Linked DNA regions of Mus musculus: all the other regions are linked to region 2. The links are chromatin contacts, called in public promoter capture Hi-C maps. All regions are on one chromosome and are shown on one strand. Each heading gives the region's core, a stretch centred on a gene start, on an enhancer-like site or on the middle of the called end of the contact. The rest is flanking DNA. Distances are from core to core; before and after follow the strand shown. Region 1 holds the start of Endov (endonuclease V). Region 2 holds the start of Cant1 (calcium activated nucleotidase 1). Region 3 holds the start of Rptor (regulatory associated protein of MTOR, complex 1).

Region 1 (4,189 bases), core at 755-3,254, 1.1 Mb before region 2:
TCAAAAAATTAAAAATAACTTTAAACATGGCGCTACTGTGAGACAAGATGGAAAGCAGGAGGTTTGGGGAGGCAGAGATGTTCTGCTTGTGAAAAGTGTGGTGTGTACTGTGTGCCACTGAGGTGAGCAACCAGGATGACAACTGCAGTTCCTGAGAAGTGCGCCACAAAAGCCATCAAGGCTGCGGAAGGCCCTTCCTTCCCGACCCAGGCTACAGCGGCAGCAGTAAAATGTCCAAAATGGCAGCGCCTATCAAAATAGAGGCACTATGACATCTCCTCAGCCCAAGGCCATCACAGGAGCTGTCCATGGTGGCAGCACCTTTCCTGCCTCAGCCTACTTCTGTCCTGAGGAGCTGTCCACAGTGGTGAGACCTTCTTTCAATGCCCCAGCCTACAGCCTTGATGAAGCACCACTACCGGAGTTGTTCACAGAGGCAGCACCTCTCTCCAGCCTCCCCAGCAGCCTCAGAGATGGCACCTCAGCAAAAGCTGGCTGCCACCAGGAAGGACTTCCTACTCTAAGTCATGGCCCTAATACAGGGAAAGGAGGTGAAAAATCCAATGATCCCTGAGCCCACCCCAAGCTCAGGACTTGAGATCCCACAAATCCTCATTCTGGAAATCTCTGCCCTGAGAAGCTCTGTCCCCTCAGAAATCCTATAAAAGCACTGCCCCTTTGTCCAGTTTCCTGCTGTCTGCCCCCCCCCCCCCCCCCCCCCCCCCGAGAGCAGAGGGCAGCCATTCCTAGATTAGTCCCTCCTCCTCCTCCTGGAGTCTTCCCTCCAATAAATCTCTTTCATAAAATTTCCTGCTTGGTGTAACTCTCCTGTCAGAAAAGAAGCAAGGAAGAGAAGAGAAGAGAAGAGAAGTGGAGAGAGCGGGGCTGAGGCTTCCTCTCAGAGCTGTGTGGTTCCCGGGTCCTTGTGTCTCACGATGCCTTTCCATTGGGACACCTTTCCCCTCAGAATTTTAAGGTCCCTGGGCTTCCGAGTCCCTTCCATCTGATCAGAAACACAACAACCAGACCTGGAATTGTCTGTCGATCCTTTAAAAACTACTTTTAATTCACCATTTGTGTACATATATGTAGACCCGTGGGAGTTTATGTACATCACAAGCATCCTGGTGCCCATATTTCCTCTGCTTTTTGCTTTTGAAAACTTTTCTTCAAAGGCATTCCAATCTATTCATTACACTCTACAAACGGGGTGGAAGTGTATCAGTCCCTTGCCTAACACATTCGAGGGCCTGAGTCGGCTTCCTAGCATCAAATATATATATATACACTACGGGGTGCAAGTATTAAAAAAAAAAAGTAAATTTTATAAAACTGGACCCTGGCTCTCTGCCTACGATCGAACTGCACCGGGCGCAACATCCCACCCGGGTTACCTTGAGCTCGGGGTAGCTCAGCACTACCAGGGAAGCGCAGGCCCGGACACTGTCCCCTTTCACGAAGGACACATCCACGCCCCCGACCTTCTGCAGGCCCGAGAAGCTGGGGTCCCGCTGCCAGGCCTCCGTGTCCCGATCCACCACGCGCGCTTTCAGCCGGGCTTGTTCCCTAATAGGACACGAACATCAAACGGGCTCAGGGCCCATGGGAAGAGCGCGACGCTCGGGGCGTCCCCCCTCCCAGCCCACCCTCTCTCCTTTTTGTCCATCAAGCCACACTGAGAAGGAAAAGCTCTCGGCGATGGGAATCCCCGGTACCGGAAACGAGGACCACGCCCACAAAGGCTGGCTGCAACTTCCGGCAGCCGGCGGCCCGGAGCAGGCCTGTGCCGCAGCACCGAGGGTCAGTTTCCCAGCCGCCACAGGGGCTGTGAGGTCGGAGGTCACTGGAGAAGGCCACCCCCTTGGCTAATGCACGACCCCGACCCCATTACCCTTTCCACAGCGACAGGGTTTCCTCTGGCGGCCGCTCAGCGGCCGTGTGAGCCATGGCTAGCGCCTCGAGGCTTTGAGGACGTCACTTCCGGAGCGCCGGCGCCGAGCTGTTAGCCTCGCTCGTTTAGCGTCCCTCCGCTTCAGCTGAGGTTGCCGCCACCAGGGGCCGCTGTCACAGCAGTGCTGGGCGCCGAGCGCTGACTTCTTCCCGCGCGACTCTCTCAGATGCCGGCGTCCCGTCCCGTAGGTGGGTTGGCGCACAGGTTTGGGAAATGCAAGCCCAGCTCTGCGCCTTACCTGGCGCCTCCAGCCCTCCAGCAGCTTCGGCCCCGCTCTGAAAAGATTGGCCAGCAGTTGCATCCCTCGCACACACGGAGCCCTGAGCCCTGGGGTAACGCGGTTCCAATTACTGCCAGGTTCGGGTCCGCACATCGACACATTGCGTATGAGCACGCGCTTGCGGAGCAGAAAACCTCTGTGCAAACTTGAGACACCTTTGCAGCATAGATTTTTTCAGTTGTACCGATTGTGAGAAATTAGTCCGGAATAAGAACTCAAAAACCAGTGAAGTCGAGGGTCCTGGGCGTGGGCGCACTCCATTAATTCCAGCATTTGAGTAAAGAGGATCCCTGAATACGAGGCCAGCCTGGTTTACAGTAATTGAGTTCTAAGACAACCAGGACTACACGGAGAAATCCCATTTCGAAAAAACAAAAACAAAGGATCCTCCAGACCAGGGTGTGTGTGTGTGTTAGTTAGGGTTCTTCTAGAGGAAGAGAACCGATAGAAAATACATAAAGGGGATTTAGAGCTTGCCATAAGCAGGCAAAAAACAAAAGCTTCCTTCTTTCATGTCTTTTTATACAGGCTGCCACCAGAAGGTGTGTCCTAGATAGAGGGCAGGTATCTGGACTCTTAGGTTTTAGTTCATTCCAGATATAGCCAAGTCCACAAACAAGATTAGGCACTACAGGGTGTCAACCCAAAACAAAACGCAAAGTTGGCTATGCTCAACGATTTGGTGCAGAACTGTAGTTTTTATATTCTTGATTGCATTAGTCTGCCTCATTCATTTCCTGCTGGGTGAGTACTTAATGAGGACCAGTCTTTCTGTTTCTAGTATAGGTCTCTTACCCCAAATACCCATCCTGTCCGTTTAGTACCCAGAGCCTTACCTAATGTGTATCTCCCTCTCAATGACATGAGCTCAGCAGACTGTAGTGTTTTTTTTTTTTCTTAGAGATTTATTTTCATTCTTGTAAGTCTGGTAACGAATGCAGGTGCCCACGGAGACCAGAAGAGTTAGATTCCCCTGGAGCTCAAGTTACAGGAGCCTGTGGTCCTCTTGACATGGGTGCTAGGCATTGAATTTGGGCCCTCTGAAACAGCAGCACATATTTGGCAATTGCTGAACCAGCTCTCCAGCTCTAGATTGTAGCCTTTTGTTTGTCTTTACCTTAAGACAAAAGAGCCAAGGCCAGCAGGTACCAGCAGGAAGGACTGGGGTTTGCGACCTCTTGCTTTTTTATGATCTGGTAAACTTAAGTGTATCTAAGGTACCTTCTCTGGTATTAGAAACGGATGGTTCATATTTTATTTCTTAGACCAGTAGTTCCTTAGGGATCTCTTCCTTCTGAGTTCTGGGAAATGCTGGCATTGAGTCCAGAACAAGAAAATGGGAGAGTATGTAGAACTGTACTGTGCTGTTGTGAGGGAAAAATCATAAACAAACATGGGAAGAGGACTTTGAACTGGAGGTGGGAATGGCCTGTGTGAGGCTTGGGAGACCTGAAAGTTGTCCCACAGCTCCCTAAAGGACTTTGGCACTTAATGCTTACTGTGGGGTAGATTGTCACTTTCTTCAGTGGTGTGGCCACTGTTGCCACACACACAAGACACAAGGAAGTAGGAGGACCCTTGTTGGGATGAGTGGTTTCAGTAGGGAGGAAGGGGATGAGTGAGGCAATGGGGATGGAAATGATTAGAATTCATCATCATCCATGCACAGGACAAAGAAGAAAGAGTGGGAATGTGGCGGGCAGAGGGAACAACGGTATAAATGTCCCGACGCGGGAGTGTGTGGGTGAGTGTGGTGAGCATGGTGAGTGTACAAATGCAGTAAGTGTGCAGGTGAGTGTGGTGAGTGTGCAGGAGTGTGGTGAGTGCAGTGAGAGTGCAGGTGAGTGTTTACAGCATCAGCTAAGGTTGAGGTAGCAATTGGCTTACAGTCCTAGGAGAATTCAGAGAAATGTATAGCTATGTCATATGTATGTACATTTCAAGAGGAAAGTATAAAA
Region 2 (4,759 bases), core at 296-2,795:
CATTCGGATAAGGTTAGTATTGCACAATAGCAATACGGAAGGGATGGATTTCTTCTTAAAGAGATATTACCATAGCTACAAAAGAATTGCACACCGTCTAAAAGATATGACAGGGCTGAGAAGAAAACTCAGCTGGCAAAGTGATAGACTTGCAAGCACAGAGGTGAATCCACTGCCCAGAAATCATGTTACGAAAATGATGGGTGTGGTGTTGCAATCCTGGTGCAAGGGGTACTAGAGCTTCCTGGGACTCACTGGGGCTCAGTGGCCAGCCAGGCTAGCCTACTCAGCCAGTTCCAGGCCATCCAGAAACCGAGGTTGTCCTCTGGCCTCTAGGGGAACGCAAGTGCACCTGTGAATATATAAACCCACACAGATGCGTGTTCTCTCTCTCTCTCTCTCTCTCTCTCTCTCTCTCTCTCTCTCTCTCTCTCTCTGTGTGTGTGTGTATGTGTGTGTGTGTGTGTGCGCGCGCGCGCGCGCGCGCCCCTGGAACACCGACTCTGCCATCTCTCATAAAGGTTAAGCTGGGCAGAACTGAGCAATGTATTATTTAGAGTTGCACAGCTATGTGTTGTCTGCAAAGGAAGGCTTGAGAAAGATGAGCACAGTATTCGGGACCATGCCTCCCGTTGCAGGTGTAAGGAGAGGAGCTGGGAATTGGAAGGAATACCTAGAGTGCTTTAAAAATCCTACGAGCAATCTGCTATTCCGAGTGGAGAAGCTGTAACAAATAGAAGGTGGCTGATTGGGACTTGGTTTGGTCTGACACGAACATCAGAGAATTCAAGAAAGATGGCCTGCCAACCCAAGCACAGAAGAGGGAACCCAGCACATTTCTATTTTTCACATGTAATTTAGTATATATTCTAACGTTAGTTAGTGTATGTCCCAGAGGACAAAAAGGGGTGGAAGAAAGGGTTGTTTTTCACCGTGTTGGGTTACATATTTTGAATTCGTCCCAACTGTGCATCGGTTACTTCCCAGAAGGCTTTTGGGAGACTCAGGGATGAGGCTGAAGTCAGGAGGCAGGGCTGACTCTCTCCATGGTTGATGAGGGCCTCTTAAAGTCCTTACATGCCACCACTGTCTAGGACTGAGCCGGTATCACACAGCACAGAGCTCAGGGCAAGGCAGGCTGGGAAAAGATGAACCGGGGTCCTCCGTTTGTAAGGGCTATTGACTACAGTCGGCGGCGGGAACACACCACCATCCTCTGGTCCTGCTGTGGAATCTGGTCAGCATTGGCTATGACCAGCTGGAACTGCTCAGAAGAGGGTCTGAGGACTAGGGCGGCAGAGAGGAGTCCTAACTTCTAAACTTCCTGAGACGAAGGTCGGGGGGACCAGGCAAAGAACCCTGAAGCTTAACTGGGGAACGACAGACAACTCCTTTGCTGGATTTCCGCGCCTCAATTACAAGCTCAAGCGAAAAACTACGATTCCCAGCAGCCCGGCGCTCAGTGCGCAGGCGCAGAGCAGAGACTGGGTGGGCGAGTAGAGGAAGACACATAGAGCAAAGGCTGCCGGGAAGACGTGGCTGTAGGCAACCGAGAGTGCGGCGCAGGAAGACACTTAGAGCAGAGGCTGCCGGGAGCGCGCGGCCAGAGTGAGGCGCAGGCGCAGAACAGAGACTGCCGGGAGCGCGCGGCGGGGCGGAAGTGGCCGCCTGCCCTGTCCGGCCCTACGCAGGTAGGCGGCAGCCCGCAGGCTCCGGAGCCAGGCCCTCAGTGGGTGAGTGACGGTGCGCCCGCGGCCGGGTGCCCTCCCTCGCTGTGTTCTGGGGCCTGTTGCCACCCGCATCCGTCCGGCCCGGCCCCAGGCACCTCAAACTCCCCCCCGCAGCTAGGCTGTGACGGGTGCCGGACAGACAGACGTCTTTCCCCCTCTGGCTTGTGTGGGAGACCTCCCCTTTCTGATGAGGGTGCCGTGCTGAAGTAGTGCGAAACTTCTTCCTCTTCTGACTAGCATGCTTCAAATGCCCCTAGCGACAGTACCTTCCCTCCCTCCCTGCCTGGCCTGGGCACGGGCTCTCCAGTTTGGCACTTGATCACCTCTCTAACAGACCCACCTACGCACCCCATCCTCACCTGTAACCGCCCACTTCCTTGCTCCTGTCCTGGCTCTTCTTGCTGTCATCTAAGATTGGACCTTCCCCCTAGGCAGCATAGTGCACTATCCTTTTTTACTACCCGACTACCGACACCCCCTGCTTCTTCTGCACACCCCCTAGTCCCTTTCTGCACATACAACCCTAATCTCGGCTAGACTCTCCCAGCCTCGAAGTCGGGCATCACCTGGTCCATCCTTACAGAGCTTCCTGCCCCTAGCACCTGTGACATTCATACGCCTCCAGTAAACCCAAGCACCTTTCTGCAGTCACTCGGGAGTGCCTCAGTAACCAGCTTCATTTCCCAGTTCCATCTCAGGTCTATATACTGGACAAAGCTTAGACCTGGGAACCTGGTCTCACGGTGTCAGTGGGGCCTGACTGACTAGATCTTACAAGCTCCCAAGACTGTCCTGCATGTACTGCAGACCCTGCCTTGGGAACTCCTTCTCCCTGCCCCTCTGGGGCTTGTCTGAGGACCATCCTTCTGGACTGGGCTACAGGCCCTCCTTTGAGCTGCTCCCTAGACCTCGGCCTAGCAGTCTTGCTGGAACCCGTGAGCACAGCCTACTTCCTTCTGGATAAGACAAGGGATCTCTGTCACATAGAGCCCAGAGCGTCTTTGCTTGGCTAGAGACAGAATTCTGTGTGCTTTCTTGCTTTCTTTGTTCCATTTGACCTGTTATAAAAAAGTAAATGCTTCTTGCAACTGAATGGACCATGTACTGTGACCATATTGTCCCTCAGTCCCCTTTACCACGTAATATGCACCAGTGTGTCCAGGAATGCATGACATCCTCTGCCTGCTGAGCAGCGGGGACAGGAGGAGAGGTCTAGAGAGTGGAAGAGGCAGGTGTCCCGTTGCCACCCACCTGACTGTGGCATGTGTGCCCATGAAGCTCCCACAGATACGTGCGACCCTGTCACCTGAGCCTTGGAACATCCTTCGCAGTGTGGCTGTCTTCGCCGTGGCCATACAGGTAGGTGTTCCAGTGCGTGTTAGTATCTGTCCTTTGAGGACAGTGGATGGCAGTCCACACTCCTTCCCCTCTCTGTCAAGAGGCATGAAAATACCTATTAGAAGCCAGTGAGTGTTGAGAATTTCTGGAAAGCTTGTCTTAAATGCCAACACTGAAGGAATTAAAACCTTGTATACTGACTTTAAAGACTTTATATTGGCTTTTCTTTTCATCAACACAAGACAGATTGTCTAGGAAAAATTAATAATAACCCTGATCCTAGAGAAGTCCACATGCAATGAAATAGAAACTCAAGGCAGCTCCCGTGCATTGAGAGTGAGCAATTGTGAGCAGTAAAGTGCAGGTGAGCGTGAGCTGAGAGCCATCAGGGTGGTTCTGAGGGTCTTGCCTTGTCCCCCAGCCAGCACAGGGCGGGGGCGGGGGAGCTCTGGGACAGTGTGGGCTGTGTCCAAGGGTGCAACTGTGTATTCTGGAATTGAGTTCTGGTCTGGGTTGGACTGGGATTGTCAAACCCCTGTGTTTTCAGGCATGCTGTGTTTGGGGTATCACTTTGACCTGGAGGGCAGCTCCTTTGCTAAGTCCCTCCCAGGGCACTGGGGATGCAGACTAAGCAGAAGCAGCAGCGTTGTGATGCCACAGATGCAAGCCGGGGAGGGTTCTGAAGCCTCTCTGCCCACACTGGGAAAGGACTGATGTGAACTGTAATGAGCCTCAAGACGCTCGTGTCTACCTCACCCCCTAGCCTGTGAGCGTGCTGCATTGCCCAGGGAAGTTAAGGCTGGAAATATCTCACCGGGAAACAGGGAGGGCTCCCAAGGGGCAATGTGATCTCAGGACCCTTAAAGCCACAGTGTGAGGCAGAAGAGCAAGAGGGAGTGACTGGCTCAGGCAAAGAGCTCCTGGTGCTCTCAGTACTGCTGGTTCTGAGCAGGGAGGAAGGAACCACAGGCAGGGACTGAGGCAGAGGCCATGGAGTGGGTCTTCCCCAAGACCCTGAGAAAGGAACCAGCCTTTGGGTGTTGCCCAGGGAGGCCAAGCCAAACTCCTGCAGGGCTGGGAAATAATAGTATGTGATGTTTCAGCTGCCCTGTCTACAGTAATTAGTTACAGCCCCATGACACTAACACACTCCTCCTGAGCAGTTGACTTAAACACGGGCTGAATAATTCAACTGTCCCAGTAGTACAAAGGTTGACTCAGTGTGTGTGTGACCCTGGGGTGTGGTGCAGATGTCGGAGATCCCGGAGCCACACTTGGCTGTGAGTCGGATCTGAGTGTGAGGAGGAGTGGCCTCTGTGGTCCTTAGAGCACACATTGGCTTTCTTCCTCATCTCCCTGGACCGTCCACTTGGTCTAAGTGGGGAATGGAATTCTTTGGTACAGTGCTGAGCTTGGCAAAAGCACAAAACCAGGAGCCAGATTCCACGTCACAGTGCCTAGCCTGTGGCTGTGCACGGGTCTGTGCCCCCTAAGGCCCTGCCATCAGAGGCTGCTGGGAAGCCTGGGCATCTGCCTACTTCTTCCCCAGCAGTCGGTGCTGGCCATGGGCTCTGCTGTACCGTGTGGTAAGGAAGCAAGCTTCAAATAGAACAGAGTAGACATCTGAGGCCTGTCCACGCTGGTGTGGATGGAGTAGGGAGCCCTTTCTGCAGGAGTGAGGCGTGGTGGCA
Region 3 (4,693 bases), core at 1,141-3,640, 1.2 Mb before region 2:
CAGGGTTTGCACGTTGTAGTAGGGCTGACCTTGACCTGTGATCCTCCTGCTTCAAGATCCAGAGTGTTGGGATTACAAGAGTGATTTACCTTGCCCAGCATAAAATGCTTTTGACTATACACCAAGCTGGACTGCACTACATAAAACCTTGTCTCAAAAAAAATTTTCACAACTTTAATCTTAGCACTCAGCAGGATGAGGCAGGCAGATCTCTTGAGTTCAAGGCCAGCCTGGTCTACAGAGTTTCGGGACAGGCAGAGATGTTACACAGAGATATCCTGTCTCAAAAAAAAAAAAAAAAAATCAAAAAACAAAAAAATTTATCAATTTTTTGATAAAATTTAGCCAAATCAACAACTGAAACACTGGTCATTGCTAGAACTATGTTGAGGGTTCATCAACATACACCTTTTTAAAACAATCATCTCAAGTAAAAACATACCAAGTATAAACAAATGACACATTATAACACCAATTTCCTCTTTTATACTGAAAAGTTCACACAAATGAAAGAAGCCCAGGAGGAGAAAACAACTAAACACACATACACACACTATGGGTATACACAGACAAGAGACAGTAAACACACATACACACAATATGGGTGTGCACAGACAAGACACAGTACTCCCCTTTTGTTAGACCAGGAACTAACAGCACTACAGCTGGCTGTTTTCTTTGCTACCAACATCTCATGACACTCCACGATCAGAAGAACGGCCAAAAAACTGAACCCAGGTTCCAATCCATCATACCCCATGCTCCCTAATTTCCACTGAGGAAATTTTATCTCCAGGTTACAGTGACCACAAGTCACATACACAGGGAGTCAGCCTCACAGACAAGATGTTCAAAGGACTGGGATGAAACCTGCTGCAACCTTAAAATAACTTTGCCTGAATTTGTTATTGGCTAAACATTTCAAGTCATCTTGTTTTCCAACACACTTTATCAGACATCTGAACTTCAGGCAACCTGGTTATTTGAAAAAAAGCAGACTACAAAAATAGACTAAGCACGTTAACTATTATTTCCCAAGTTGTCTTTTCTCTAAGTGCTACTAAGTGTAGTAAAGGGCATATAAGTATCTGTGAAACTATAGTTCCTAATTTGGTGTTTTTCCCCCCTCTGAATTAAAACTCGTTTTTAACGCTACTCGGTGAGAAGAGACTAGCCAAAACCCGAGTCTGGAATAGCTTTTTGGATTTTAGTGCAACATGTGTCTTCGAAATACCCGCATCCTTCTAAAAAGGCTGTCCTTGCTCAGAACTTTCTTAGTTGGAAAACTACGAACTCAAAAAGGTGCCATGAGAAGCCACTCACCCGATCCTTCATTCTCCAGCTCTGCGCTAAAGATTTGGAGCCTTCGATTTTCTCACAATGTCTTTTCTTCATAAAAGCCAAAGGCAAGTTCCAATCTGTAAGGTCCGCCTCATCTTCCTCCCCGAGTCCCATAAGAGGCGACTGCAGCATCTCCGACTCCATCAGGGGAGGAGGGGGAGGGGGAGTCCTTGGCAGCAGGCGCTCGAGAACCTCCAGCCTTAAAAACTAGTGTGGACCAGAACTGGTAAAATAAAATACGGGAAAACGGGAAGCTGGGAATAGAGACGGCGGCAGAGCGTTCGAAGATCCTTATTGAGGCTAAACCTCGGAGATCTTTATCTCGAACTCTGAGCGCGAAGTTGGAGGGGGCGGGGTGGGTGGCGAGCCCGTGGGTACCCAAGCCCGCAGGACCCGGACGAGCGGCGACACGCGCGCCCGGTCGCCGGCCCCCGCAGCTCTGCAGGCCGTCAGGAGGGCGGCAAGCGGGACTGGCGGAGGCGGGAGAGACTTCAGGCCCGGCGATGACCCGGCTCTCGGCCTCCAACGCCTCAGTGGCTCCCGGCGGGCAGGCCGGCCCGCTCGCAGGGCGGCTTCTCCGACTGTGCTGGCCCGGCTGAGGCCTCAAGGGATCGGGATCGGGGGGCTTCGGGGCTCGCCCAGCGGCTCTCAGCCCTGCGGGTCCCGCACTCGCCTGAGGGGCTGCAACCTGAGCCAGGACCGGCCCATCGTGCCCGTCCGCAGCCGGGCTCCTCAGCCACCGGGCCGCGCGGCCAGGCCCGTGCTGGCCTTCTGCTTCGTGGCTCTCTCCTACCCAGGAACGAGTCCCGATACACACGCGACACGGGCCCGCGGACAGCACAGGGACACTGGGCTTATTAGGTCAGGGGAGTTTTGCCCTCTGCTCTGGAGCCACAGTGAAAACTCCTCTCATCAGCACATCAAGGAGGACGCCATATTGCCAAGGCCCAGCATGCACCGCTATCTACGGCGCGTCCAATAAGCCAAACCTCTTCGAGCGTTCTCACCGCTCTACCCCTGCTAGGGCGTAGAGCTCGGTGTTCCGTCCTCCCTTCCCCCACGCCGTTACCGAGGTTACCACGTCTTTTCTCCTTAGTTGATCTCCACTAGTAAAATAGACCATTTGCGATTGAAACTATGTCCGTTCAGTTATTTTTAAAAGCTTTTTGCTACTACAAACAAAGCTTCGTGCCTTGATATTAAAGAAAGAAACCACTTGGTTTCGTCATGATTTTAAAAGGTGGTATTTTTAAAAAGCCTCAGAAAAGACCATTGATATTAGACACATAAGACTATCGGGACTTTCTTTTGATATTTCCACTTTTAAAAGAGACCGATTTCATCGATTACGAATTTTTTGTCTGATATACTTTATTTCCTGAACAGTATATTCTTATTTTGCTACAGTTTCATGTGCAAACGTCTAAAGCTGCCCACAGAAGCAAGCCTCCCTGCTGTTGACTTCTCTGGTTCAGTTCAGTAAATCTCAGATATTGACACACTCTGAGAACTGCTTTGGTGCAATGGAAATATAAAGTAAATGTAACGAGGTGCCAGCCTTTCGTAACCAGGGTGCGAGTGAGACACTTTTTGGTTTTTTTTGGTTTTTGGTTTTTTGTTTTTTTGTTTTTTGGTTTTTTTTTGTTTTTTTTTTTTTTTTTTTTTTTTTTGGTTTTTCAAGTCAGGGTTTCTCTGTATAGCCCTGACTGTCCTGGAACTCACTTTGTAGACCAGGCTGGCCACCACCGCCCCGGTTAGTGAAACACTCTTAACCTTTAGCTAGAGTTCAGTCAACAACTGAGCCCACCTTCAGCTTTGGTGTTAGGGGAGCCTCTGTTAGTCAATGTTACTAATTTCAAGCTGCATTTTCTCAGTCTTAGGTTCCTGAACCATAAAGTTTGGATAATATTAAAGAATATTACTAAAAGGATAAAAATTTAGCTTGTAAAGATGCCCAGGCCAGCCTAAGCTACAAAATAAGACCCTTTCTTTAAAAAAAAAAAAAAATCCACTTTAAGAGAAGGGTTGAAAGCTGGGCCTGGTATTTAATCCCAGCACTCTGGAGGCAGAGGCAGGAGGATCTCTGTTAGTTGGAGGTCAGCCTGGTCTACAGAGCTAGTAGTTCCAGAACAACCAGAGCTACAGAGAGAAATCCTGCCTTGAAAAACAAACAAACAAGATGTGAAGGCATTGCAAGCCACCACTGAGAGTGAGCTCTGACTGATCCTGGTATGTTTATAAAAAGATAAAGACAGAAAAAATATGTTCTATGGGGGGAGGGGGAGGAATGGGGAAAGGGGGTTCCTCCGTAGACCCATGCTGAGGCATTCCTTCCCCCTGAGAGACCAGCCACATGTATAGAGTAGAGTTTATTCAGGGCATGGGGAGGGGAGTTAAGAGGGTAGTAGAGGCAGAGAAAGGGAGAGAGAAGGATAGAGTAGAGAAGTAGAGGTGAGCCATGGCCTTGAGCACATGGAGAGAGAGGGAAGGGAAGGGAGAGGGGTAGGAGAGAGCAAGAGCAGGAGAGAAGCAAGAGATCAAAAGCAAGAGTAAGAGAGGGATGAAAGGGATAAACAGCCCCTTTTATAGTGGGTCAGGCCTACCTGATTGTTGCCAGGTAAGTGTGGGGTGGAATTTAGACAGAATGCTAACAGGTCCCACAACTCCAATGTAGTCTACTAACTGTAGGCCTTACCACTAAAGCCTGGGTTAATCTGCAGATGTGTTCCTCAGAGTAGATCCAGGGTTGGACACAATGTGACAGTCCCTAACACAACCCTGCTAGCATCTGAGAGTCCAGGCTGCAATCTCAGATCCCTCTCACAAGCATGTGGGAAGTGTTTCCTGCTGTTTAGTTATCACCCCCCAAGAATTCCTGAGGTTACAGTATCACACAGAGCCCATTATCCTCCTAGTCTCAGAGCAGTGCACCAAAATCGAGTGTCCCCATTACCACCAGCCCCTCCCCACCACTACCAGCAGGGGCTTTAGAATTTCTAGAATCTATAGAAGAAATCATAGCACCTCCTGCTTCCACCTTGTCCCAAAGTATCCCTTGACACTTTACTTTGTAGTCCTGATGCCCACTGGTGCCATACACACATGGTGATCCCTCCAACCTTAGGCTGCAGAGAGCTCCCAGAAACTGGAAGGCCAGTGAACCTAGTATAAAAAGACCCTGGAACAAGAATAACAAGAGACCCTGGAATAACAAGAGACCCTGGAACCAAGCTGGAAGGCAAGGACCAATGCCAAGGTTGTCCTCTGACTTCCACATATGTGCTATGACACTTGTATTCATACATGTAAACATTTATACACACATACACAAACAGGCATGCCTATCCAAATT

The links. Promoter capture Hi-C pulls out the DNA fragments that hold promoters and counts their contacts.
Region 1: a promoter capture Hi-C map of liver shows a contact between it and region 2, with 3 times the contacts expected there. The contact joins the promoter of Endov here to the promoter of Cant1 in region 2. A contact is called at or near these places in 3 of 39 promoter capture datasets (liver, pre-B cells and stem cell-derived epiblast-like cells) and 1 of 484 Hi-C or Micro-C datasets (embryonic stem cells).
Region 3: a promoter capture Hi-C map of pre-B cells shows a contact between it and region 2, with 4 times the contacts expected there. The contact joins the promoter of Rptor here to the promoter of Cant1 in region 2. A contact is called at or near these places in 2 of 39 promoter capture datasets (liver and pre-B cells) and 1 of 484 Hi-C or Micro-C datasets (embryonic stem cells).

Annotation. Positions count from the first base shown.
Region 1 is chr11:119,489,162-119,493,350 of GRCm38.p6, reverse strand. Endov (endonuclease V) reads right to left here and starts at 2,004. Exons shown (of 9, transcript NM_001164636.1): 1 at 1,892-2,004; 2 at 1,395-1,566. The coding sequence starts at 1,947. A930037H05Rik (RIKEN cDNA A930037H05 gene) reads left to right here and starts at 2,116. Exons shown (of 4, transcript NR_153849.1): 1 at 2,116-2,308.
Region 2 is chr11:118,415,904-118,420,662 of GRCm38.p6, reverse strand. Cant1 (calcium activated nucleotidase 1) reads left to right here and starts at 1,545. Exons shown (of 5, transcript NM_001025617.2): 1 at 1,545-1,733; 2 at 3,009-3,089.
Region 3 is chr11:119,600,602-119,605,294 of GRCm38.p6, reverse strand. It overlaps Rptor (regulatory associated protein of MTOR, complex 1), which reads right to left and starts at 2,390. Exons shown (of 34, transcript NM_028898.3): 1 at 1,324-2,390. The coding sequence starts at 1,485.